2 separate regions of the Gossypium arboreum genome follow, and region 1 is linked to region 2. The links are chromatin contacts, called in public Hi-C maps. All regions are on one chromosome and are shown on one strand. Each heading gives the region's core, a stretch centred on a gene start, on an enhancer-like site or on the middle of the called end of the contact. The rest is flanking DNA. Distances are from core to core; before and after follow the strand shown.

Evidence for each region. A called contact is a pair of places that touch in the nucleus more often than the background predicts.
Region 1: a Hi-C map of leaf shows a contact between it and region 2, with 2.6 times the contacts expected there. The contact joins the promoter of LOC108489447 here to the enhancer-like site in region 2. A contact is called at or near these places in 2 of 5 Hi-C or Micro-C datasets (both in leaf).

What each region holds. Positions count from the first base shown.
Region 1 is chr10:39,408,703-39,414,461 of ASM2569848v2, reverse strand. It overlaps LOC108489447 (histone-lysine N-methyltransferase ATX2-like), which reads right to left and starts at 3,702. Exons shown (of 25, transcript XM_017794001.2): 1 at 2,953-3,702; 2 at 2,492-2,543; 3 at 2,332-2,406; 4 at 1,983-2,202; 5 at 1,364-1,487; 6 at 1,150-1,254; 7 at 403-608. The coding sequence starts at 3,482.
Region 2 is chr10:39,295,757-39,301,576 of ASM2569848v2, reverse strand. LOC108489604 (signal peptide peptidase-like 5) reads right to left here. Exons shown (of 14, transcript XM_017794264.2): 12 at 4,918-4,988; 13 at 3,721-3,804; 14 at 3,024-3,578. The coding sequence ends at 3,478. Among protein-coding and RNA genes, the nearest start is that of LOC108489604, 14 kb to the right of the region's middle. Within about 2 kb of position 2,441, at least 2 of the 2 cell types and tissues checked have an H3K27ac peak or open chromatin away from gene starts, as enhancers often do. A contact at or near this core is called in leaf, where this site is marked.

The sequences.
Region 1 (5,759 bases), core at 2,453-4,952, 110 kb before region 2:
TAAGCAGTTCAAGAATCCATGAGTAATACTGCAAGTTTCTATCTTTTTGACAAACAACACTGGATAATCAGAAGCAAATTAAATGGTAAGAAACTTCAGCACAGCTAAGTCTTCATATCGTTCCAAGTGGATTGGCACTTACTCTAGGAAAGAGTTTTGGCATCAACTCTTCACTAACTACTTCAACTAGCATAATTTCCAGCTTACCTCTGATGCACACATCCATCAAGCATCTATTTTAGCAGTACTTAACAAATTGCCAAAAATCAAAGGCCAAAGAGCAAAAGACAATTGAAAATGTGTGAATAGCCAAACATTCCAAACCAACTAACAACAGCGGCAAAATTCTATGGCATCTCAAGTTATAGAAACATAAAGCAATTCAAGACCATGAGAAATTACCTAGGTTAATTATTTGTAAGTCTCCTATTACATAAGAAGAACCTCCATGTCCACCAAGAGTTATCTGAATCCCCTGATCTTTTTTTAGGTGATCATCAATAGAATCTTTACCTCCTTCATCTTCACTACTTGCTTCACCACCATCCACAACAATTCCATTTTGCAGTTGTAACATTCTTCTTGGAAGCTTCTGTTCACAAAGAAAGCTGTTCGTACGAAAAGATGGAAGCATCTAACTATTAGCTCTTGCACAAAATTGCAAGAGTAAAAAGCTATGCTATTATTGTATATGTAACTTTCAAAGGCATATTTATTGAAACAAAATTTTAAGGGAATGGTACAACTAGAAAGAGAGAGGGTACCACAAAGGAGAATAAAGAGATTGATTCCATTGAACCAAACTTAAAGTAATAATCAAAAGCATAAACGCCAATGGATCATTTAAATAGGATAACAGTCCCCAGGGCTACAAGCAAAAGCATAAAAGTGAAGAACTGGAGCAAATATGATTAGGAGGCTTATGCAATTAGCTTAGATGAGCATCATTTTCAATTCATTCACAATGTTAGCCTAGGCTATGCTTTACAAATGGAAAAGGTGTGAGCAGACAGTGGAAACAGTTGCTAAAGACATGTTAATCTCATTGGAACCAGAACAGCATATATATTTGAAGAAAAGATAATTGTTTACTACATTCTTTTTCATAACTTGAACTAATGAACTTCCTACCAAATAAAAATAACTTACAGTCTGGCTTCCTCCAAGCCCCTAGAAAAACGAGGTTTCTTGCACTTTCGATGGAATGATGAAAGAAGTCCCTTAAGAAATGAGACCACCTGTTTCAATTTGATTCTGACAATTACAAAAGGAACTGAGGAAATCAGCTATCAAGAGATATAAGTCTAGCATCCATGTAAAACAAGAACCTTATATGTCTCGCAAGATTAAAATACGTATAAACCTTGCAAAATCATGGGTGCCAAAAAATTGCACTGGAACTGATCTTCCACCAGAAATCTTGCTCAAACCTTTACGGTCACCAAGAAGTGATTCATCTACCACAATTGCTGGCCACATTGCGTGACCTGCACTAAAAGCTTAAAAGATAAGCTTATGAAAAATATACAGACAAATTGGTATTGACTCAAAAGGAATTTAACTCATTACTAAAAACATTAAGATATATTTATAGCACCAGAACCCAGAGATATACAAAGACCTGTTCTCAAAATCTGAAGAAAATTGCAAAACCGTATAGAAAAAATCAATATGCATTACTTGGCTGACGTATGCAAACGCTACAACAAAAAATGATAGAATTCATAGATACAGAAAAAATGAACTGCTACAAAAAACTAAAGCATATGACCATTGGAGACTATGAATGAAGTAGTCCTCACAAATATGTCCCAACTACCAGGTTCACCTCAAACAAATTACCCCAAAACATATCATAGCCAATAATCAATGACAAGTGGACAATCCTTAACATTTCATGTCATGACATTAAAACACCTTCTATAGTAACTTGTAACTATGTCTGATTAACATAATATGAATCAGATGGATTTAGCACAAACCAGTAAGTTTTGCCCATATAATATCCCCAGGTTCAAGTTCTTGACAGTCATCTCGACTGGCAGCCAATGCAACCATCTCATCATAATCATGGTCATCATCTTTTGTACTATCAACACTGAAACTCAAGTTCAAGCGCTCCATCTCTTCATGAGAAACATGAAACTTCAGTCTCTCGTTAGAAAGAATCAAATCCTCCTCATCTCCATCAACATATTCAACCTGCATTTGAATTTGTCAAATAATGAACAAACTGGTCCATGAAATAAAGTATCTTTTACACCATTAAATGCCAAAATAAATTCTATATCATATAGAGTGAAAATGCTAAAAATAATATGACAGGCATACATGATGTCTATTAGTCTCCAAATTGTACCCAACAACTCGACCCAAGTACCAATCAGCATCCAAAGGCCAAAAAACCTGTAATCCATAAAAATTTATGTCAAGACGTATGTAAATGAAATGTCTAAAAGTTGCAACTTCAAAGAGGCATCAAAATGCTTGCCTTGCATTGCAATCCAATGAATGCTTTTGGATCAACACCATCAAAACTCAACCTATTCAAGTTACAACTTTTCCGGTTAATATAAGCAAATATATAATCTGTATTTAGAAACGAGAAAGGAGGAAAAACTCAAACAAATGCCTTTTGCATCAAGCTTGCAGCCATCTAAACCCAATTTACTATTGACTTTTAGCTATTGCTTTAGCTACTTTGGTTTCCACTCCAAAAAAAAATGTCAGAAAGCAAAATCATGATTGCTTATAAATAAAGCAAAAAAAAAAAACCATATATATTGTATAGCAGCAACGACAATTCCAAATCAATAGTCTCATATCACATTAAATCATGCATGTGTGTGTGTTCGCATTGCACCCAAATCGAATTTTTTGTCTCGCATAAGGGAACAAGAGTCAGTAGCAAATACTTGATTTTGAAAAAAATAAGAACAAAGAAAAACTGACCTGACCCATTTCTTAGCAGTAGCAGAAGCAGTGAAACCCCGCTGAGAGTTCAGAGTAGAATTATGCTTCCTTTTCTTAATAGAATTACTATTCACATTATTATTCACACTACAATTATTTCTACAATCCCTCAAACGCGGGCGATCCGACTGACACAAAACACTCGAATCAATCCCTAAATTGGCTAACTCATTACTCCCAATCCTCCTCTTTTTCCTCAAACTCTCATCAATTTCACTTTTGATGGCTGTTTTTTGGCTCTCTCCTTCGAGCAAGGAGTCGTAGAAAGAGACGCATTGGCGAGGCCTTTTAAGGCGGCGAGAGTAGACATGCACGACCGGGGGATTGTGGGTTTTGAGGGGGTGATCGTTGTCGACGATGAGTTTACGAGCTTTGACCTTCTTGGACATGACGTTGGATGAGTTAGTGGCGCTTACGCAAAGAGAAGCGGAGGAGTAGACACGGTCCAAGGAAACGTAGCGAATCGGAGTGTCGGCGTCTTCCTCATCTCCTTTTTCGGGAAATGCCATCGATGGGAGGAACTGTTGGGGCGTGGAAATGTGGGGTTATGGGGAGGAGAGAAAGGAAACAAAAACCAGAGTTTAGGGTTTTAAATGGGGATTTGGGGGAATTTGGAGGGAGAGGTGAGCTGTGGCTTTCTTTTTTTATATATGGATATATATTTTGGCCCCAAAAATATCGCTTTCCCGCCGAGGAAGTACAATTGGCGTTGAGCACCTTTTACCTGTTAAATATGAACTGAAAGTGAAGGACTACAAATTATAATGGGTTAATTCACTATTTAGTTCTGTAACTTAATAATTGTTTTCACATTTGGACTGAAGGTTTTTTATTTAAGTTAATCCATGTATTTGGAAATTATTCCCACGTTAACACCTAAACCCTTTTTTAGTCTAACTTTTTAAAGAAAAATAAATGTTAACTTAGTTAATAAAAATTTAAAATATCAATACGAGAATAATTATCAATTATAAATATTAATTTGAACCAAAAAAATTTCATGACTTTATTGTGTGAACAATTTCCAAGTTCTTGAAAAAAATCAAACTTCAATGTAAAAATTTGTCAAATTTTCACCCTAAATAATAAACCCAATGTAATTAATCTTCACAAAATATTCAAAACGTGTGGTCTAATTCCATGCTCCATCCTTCTAGATTATGAAAATTTTATGACCGCTAAGAATTTTTTTTACTTTCATTAATTAGAATTTAATATTTGTATTTTACTAAAATGAAAAATAAACATTTATATTATTATTTAAACTATTGATTAAGTTAGTGTCACGAATCCACGAATATTAATTTAATTAAGAAAATTAGTAAACTATTCTTACATAACTGAAATAAGTTATATTCTTACAATAATACTTTTCTCCGTATATTTTAAAATAAAACCAATAATAAATTACAAATGATGAGATTTAAATTATGTTCAATTTTAGTGTTACAACAAAAGCTTATATTGATTTAAGTATTTGCTCGCAGAGCTTTCATACCAAAATTTAAAATTATGTTAGAAATTATATGGACAATATAATTTTTATATAATTTTTATGGTAAAAAAACAACTTTACAATGACAACTCACAAAATATTTTAGCAACTAATTTTTGTGAAGTGTGCCTCGTATTTCGAATAAAATAAAGCTGATGTTGTGACGATAGTGATGAGAAAGAGCCGACAATGACACGCCACACCGCCTCCTGACGAGAAGAACTCATCGTCCCGACGATGTGATGCCTGGCGTCCCGATGAGCTGAACACAATGTACGACGTGCTCCTTACTTAAATCGGGTTTCTTCTCTTAGTTAAACTCTATTGTATTTTCCCAGTCTAACTCTAATTATTCTAGGGATGTTTTAGTCATATTTGTACAAGAAATTCAGCCTATAAATAGCCTTTTTAGCAACCCTAGATAGTTTAGAATAACAACAACAAAATTAAGAGAGTTTGTGAGAATTTCAGGAAATTTTTGTATTTCGAGTTCAAGGTTTATTTTTTTCTTCATCTTGTACTCCCCTTTCGATTTTTGCTGGTTTTAGTGAAGTTTTCCTTACCCGTGGTTTTTTATCCTCTTCGGAGGGGTTTTCCACATAAATATTTGTGTCCAATTTTCTCAGTTTTCGTTCGTGTTCGTTGCATAATTCGAGTTCAAATCTACAATTTTTTATAATTCTTCTTTCACAATAAGCAATGGAATGTTAGAAAGCATTCACAATTTTAGTATTCAACCTTTCAAATTTTTCCTTTTTCATTTGGATTTAACATTTCTTACTCTTTGGCCATAAAGAACTATTTATGTTTGGTAAGGAAGCTTTTGTAGTGTAGACGAGGCTCTAGCACATTTAGGATCTGTGTCTGTGTAACATCCTAATTTTGGGCCTAGTCGGGATAATGGTTTCGAGACCACAAATCTGAAGTAGAAATAATTATTTTATGAATGTGTTGGGGGCTATGATATATATTGCATGATTGTATGAAAGTTTCATTAAGAAATTTTGTTGATAAAGTGTCCAATTTGATTTTTAGGACTAAACTGCAAAAGTTGCAAAATATGTGATTCTAGAAGCTTTAAGCATGAAATAGCTATGGATTATTAACTAGAGATCCATAAATAGTAATTTGACCAATTTCTATTTTTATGGACAAAAAAAGACATGAATAGGTAAAATTTTAAAGTTTAGTAAAAAGGGCATTTTGGTCATTTGGTAAATAAAAGAATAAAAAGGGAAAACAAAGCCAAAATTTGTCCATCTTCTTCAACCCTTGGCTAAATTTCATAAGG
Region 2 (5,820 bases), core at 1,192-3,691:
TGCAGCAACTGAAGTTCAATGTTGCTATCCAATTTGAACTTGTTTTGTTACTTCAAGTCATATTTTTGTAATTAAGTTAGAATTGAACTTAGTTGGTAACTCTTTCTTGATGTAAATAAGTGTTGATTGACTGAAAATTCAGCAAAGCAACATGTACAAGTTAATTTAGCAAGTTTCAATGTAATTTAGTGGTGTTAGGTAGTTGTTTAGGTGAAAACTTGTTTGTATTGACCAGCTTGTCTGGTGTATGTAACGGCATAATGCCTTTGTTTTTTAATGAAAATCTATCAGATTTCATCCATATACTCCAACTATTTCCTTTTCTTTCAATTCTGTTCTTGAATTCTGTTTTTGTTTCTTCTTCAAGTCTCGAGTCTTGCTGCTCAAGTCAAAGCTGAACTTGTTTGCACTCTGTTCATAACACCAACAGAACGAGACGACCACTATTAAATGAAGATATAAAATAATTACAGAGATTCATATAATTCCTAGCACATTTATCAAATTCTACTTATGGATTGGGTTTATATCCATATACAGTTAAAAGCTGATAGGAGATACATAATAATAAAAGAATTCTGTCAAAGTTTCCACTTAATGCATCAGCTTTTCTCTTAAACCTATTAGTTTAATTGGAGCATCTCGAAGGCTTATTCAGCCAACCACAAAATGATAAATATTACAGGCAAATAGTTGTACAGTGCAATTTACAGAAAGGTGATCGGAAAAATAGCAGTGAAGGAAGAGGTATAAAAAAGCAAGAGGATTCCATGGTTTACCTGAGAAAAACATTGGTGTGCCTGCCTTGGCTTACAGGATAGTTAGAGAGTTTTAAATGTACAATGATGGCGCAAGATTCATGCATAATTATTCCCTCTCAACAGCCTCAGCCACTAGTAGAGGCTATCACCTTTATGGACTGTGATTTATTAAAAGCCGCTGAAGATGGTGACATGGAACTTTTTAACAGTACCATGGCGATCTTCATTGTCTGCTCGACGGAAGGCGCAACACAGCTCTCCATATCTACTCTATAAACCGTAGGATGCAAACTAGTACTTAAAACTTATATAAGGTTCCTGTGTTACCGGGACTGGGAACCCAAAGGAGAGTTCTCCCTTCATTTCGCGGAACAACTGGTGGACAAGTGCCCATCACTGTTGCTTGAACCCAATGATAACAGGAGAAATCCCATTGCATATTGCAGCTCGACATGGTCATTACAAAAATGTCAAATTCCTTATTGAACGCGGCAAAGTAATGCCACAACTACATGAAGACCTGGAGAATTCGGAAGCAAGTGGTAGCTGTTGGAGGACGATGCTGAGAATGAAGGATAAGGCGGACAATACTGCTTTCCATATGGCTGTTGAATGTCCTCTGGATGACATTGATGTGGTGCGACTGCTGGTGTAGGAATTGGAATTGGATCCTGAGTTTTCATTGTCTGCTAATAAAAGCGGTGAGACTCCACTCTACATAGCTGCCATGACAAGTTATGGTGCGGTGGCTGAGATATTGGATCATTGAAAATCTGTAGATTATGGAGGCCCTGAAGATAACCACTTTGCATGCAGCCATAGGCGGCGGGGATAATAAAAGTAAGCTAAAATATCGAGTTTCTTTTAAAGCATTTGCATTAGACACACTGAAGTATCAATATAAAATTTGGTATAGGAACAATTGAAAGATTAGTAAAAGCAAAAAAGTAATTAACAACGGCAACAGACAAGAAAGGGCGGACTCCGTTTCACTACGCCGCGCATTTCGGCAGCTATTCAGCTGTAGAACAGTTGTTGGAAATGAATGCATCGGCAGCTTACGTAAGGGATAAAGAGAGAGATGACGGAGCTTCACATGGCAGCTTGGGTAGGCAACGCAAACATCATGCAACACATAATCTCCCATTGTCCCGCAAGCTGCGAAATCGTGGACGAAAGAGGCTGGAATTTCCTTCACTATGCCGCGGTGGCTTTGAAAGAGAGAATTTCGTACGCTTTTACAGGGCAGCGATGTGACACAGAAGCACAATTCAGAATCTTTTCTATGAAAAGGATGTCAATGGGAACACGCCGTTGGATGTCTTTTCCATGTTTTTGCATTCTGGACCCTCTGCTGCTTCGTCTAATGTGTTAACTTCCCTTGAACTTAAAGGGTTCGAAAAATCAATGGCCGATTCGGATCCCAATTAAGAAAATAAGTAGGTGAATGGGTCTACTGAATATATACAGACAAAATGGAAAATACTTGAAAAGAAAATTAAAACCTTTTAATTGGTTTCGTTTTTACCGTGGTGTTTAAAGAGTGTCACTGATATAAATATTTTATTCCATATAATTTGATATTGCAGAAACAGATGCGCGAAATATTGAAAGAAATAGGGAATAATGCAGGCGTGGAAGGGATCCGACCTCACAAATCCTTCCGTTAGAATATGGGGAAGGATAATAATCCCTCGACCTTGAAGGAAGTAGTAGATAAATTGAGAGAAACCCATTTGTTGATGGCAGCGCTTGTAGCAACCGTCGCATTCACTGCTGCCATTGCCGTACCTGGTGTATACAAGGCTGATGATAAGGGCACTGTCGTTGAGGGCACTGCAATATTGAGTCACAACTCCGCCTTTAAAACCTTCGTTATGACAAATGCGATGGCATTTGTATCCTCACTCCTAGCCATTTTCCTTCACTTTCTCAGCGTCTTCATTTTCCTTGGTTCTAAAATGCATTCTAGTGACGGATGGCTTAACTGTTTTCACAATGGCAGCCATGGTTGTTTCTTCCAGGGCAGGCTCTAATGCAGTGTTGGAACCTTCAATAGGCATTGCCATTGCCACTTGTTCCATTGGCCTCACCTTCCCCTTTTCTCTCATTCTGCCTTTTCTAATCTACTATTTCTTTAAACGAAATTACTAGCATCCTTGTAGTTTCGTCTTGGATTTTTACTATATTTCTTAGACATTTATGTTTGGTTCACCCATTTTCTAAATAAATAAACTCTAATTGAATTTATACTCGTCATAATCGAAGGAACATAAATGAATATATTTATATATATAATTATAGTCTTCTCTTATCACAACTTTGTACAACATGCCACTCCATGTCGGCAATGGCATAAGTTAAATATAAATTGACAAAATAAAATAAAAAATAAAAAATAAAAAAGTAGGCAAATTACCTTAAAGTGGAAGTTATGTAAGTAACATCTGTCTGCCCACAATTTTTGCTGAAACAAAATATGACAATCATTATAAATTCCAGAATATTACAACATTAGCAGCAATGTGATCATCACTACATATACAATACAAGAGACAGGAATGTAAATTAGAATGGCAAGTTGACCTTAAAAAACTTAAGCCGTGACTTTTCGTCGACCCTGTACTCCTTGTATAGATAGCACCGTAACCATCTTTTTAAACCATTAGTTAGTTTTGGATGATCAGGATTGCCACTTTGAAGAAAATTACAGGTTTCAAACTTCTGCAGTGGGATTTATCATGGCAGATGACTTGCTGCTGTAACCCCAGAGCGCTTTCAAATCTCCTCTTATTGCAGCTAATACAACTGTAACTCCTGAAAAAGAAAAAGAAACAAATCATGAAAGAGAAAGGGAAAGGAAAGAAAAGAGTTTAAAACAAGAACGGATATAACATCCTTTCAGACAAGCAAGCTACAAGAAGTAGCCTGCTGGGGTGGAATCGTAAACTTTCGTTACCTAGTGTACAAGGAACGAGATAGAGGAGTGCTGGCTGACCGTTCCCGTTCATCAGGTATAAGCCTAGGTATGTAAAGAAGAGGCCTGCAATATGTGAATTGAAACTACTAAGTACCAGTATATAGCTTTGTTATTTTGTTCTTATCAAACTAGCTTTCCAACCAACTAAATACAAAAACACACAAAAACAAGGTTATTTCGTACTTTCAAGTTACAGAATATAACATGTTGTCACAGTCCACACCAACCTGCAAGGTATTGTCCAATTCGATCCATTAGGCCTCACGGTTTTGCCTAAAAAAAGGCTTCAAGAAGGTGGTGTAAACACTTATATTGCAAGACCAAATCTAATATACAGCGGATGCAAAATTCATGGTTTCTCTCTAGAACCATGACATCCTCCCCCACACAACTTGCAAGGTAATGTTTGCTTCGGCCCATTGGGCCTTACAATTTTGTCCACAAAAGGCACCTTACAGGTTGAAAGTAGCATGAACACACATATCTCAAGACCAACCCTAGTACATCGATATGGGATTCATTGCTCCTCTTAGGACCATGACACCGAGCAACCTACATGATGCATGAAAATATACAAATTCGTTTCCCTAGATCAACAATCACATTTCAAAAACTAGAACCTAATGGTAACATTACATGTCTACATGTGTGTTAATGATGGTCTGATCCTTTTCCAATTTTCCCTTCAAGAGGAAACTTCTTCAGCATAAAACCATATGTATTCCAGAAAAAAAAAATCAACTTGATATGATAAAGTAGGTAATTCAACAGGCAAATATATTCAGGTTTTAATTTGGTATGATTTTGAAACAAATAAAAGTAATTCCAATACTTCTCGTACTTACATGCCAATAAATCACAAAACTCTCTTTGCAGGTAATGTTATAATCGGATATTAAAATCTAATCAAATATAATTACATAACTAAGCAATGTTGGCCTGAAGACTTGCATTTGCATTGGATAAAAATGTCATGATCTGAAATCATAGAACAATGCAGGCTAAAAGCATCACTGAAAACATTTGCAGGTAAATTAGACGACCAGAAATTGCAAAGAAAAACAAAAAAATCAGCCAATCTCGTTTTAAACTTGAGAGCAAGTTCTATGAAACTATTATTGACTATAGTAAAGAAAAAAACAATAGCTTAGAGAACGATGGTGCATGCACACTCACCAAATCCATAGCCAACCATCAGCCACACAAAATACCCTTTGCCCATACTCTTTTTGCTTTCTCTATCGAATCTGAGACATCCAAAAAATAATGATAAATCATATACAACAAAAAGATTAAAAACCCTTCAAAACCAAGTGCATAAGAGAAGAAACAGACAAGTCTGCTATTTAACACCAAAACTGGTTCAAATACTGGACTGGTCAAAGTCTAATCCAATCCACTCTACCATACACACACAGAGATTTAAGGTAAATTATTACAAAAGACGTAATATATTAAAAACTATTTATATAAAAAGAAAAAAGGGAAAATATTTTGTGACAATTTTTTAGGTTGCTTGTGGAATAAAAAAGTACACTGTCAATGTACCAAATACTAAACCTAAAAAAAAAATATTTGTTAATATTAAAATGGTTACAAAGGCCTTAAGGGCTTAGATCGAGTTTCAGATGAACTAAATTTTTGGTATCCAACTTTGGCTTGATTCAACAGTAAATAACTTAAGTTTGAAAATAGTTAAATTTAAATACTAAATGTTGTATTAAAATAGTACACAATATATAAATTTCTTCTAATCAAATAAAAATTTTAAGATTTGAATATCGCTATTGATGCTGCATGTGTAAAATTTCAATATGAAATAAAGTTTTGATACTAAACAATTTATACACTAAAATAATTAAAAGCAGCATAAAATTATTTCATATTATAAAAGGAAAACATAAAATGACATACATAAATAAAGTACAATGTAAATATATTGTAATGATTTACATTCTTTATTTGTTTTTATGTAAAGGAAATAGACAAAATTAAGCTAATAAAATGAATGAGGTTTAAATTAAAATGTTACTAAATTTATCACATCAAATTAAAAATCTAAAGAATGAAATCAAAAGA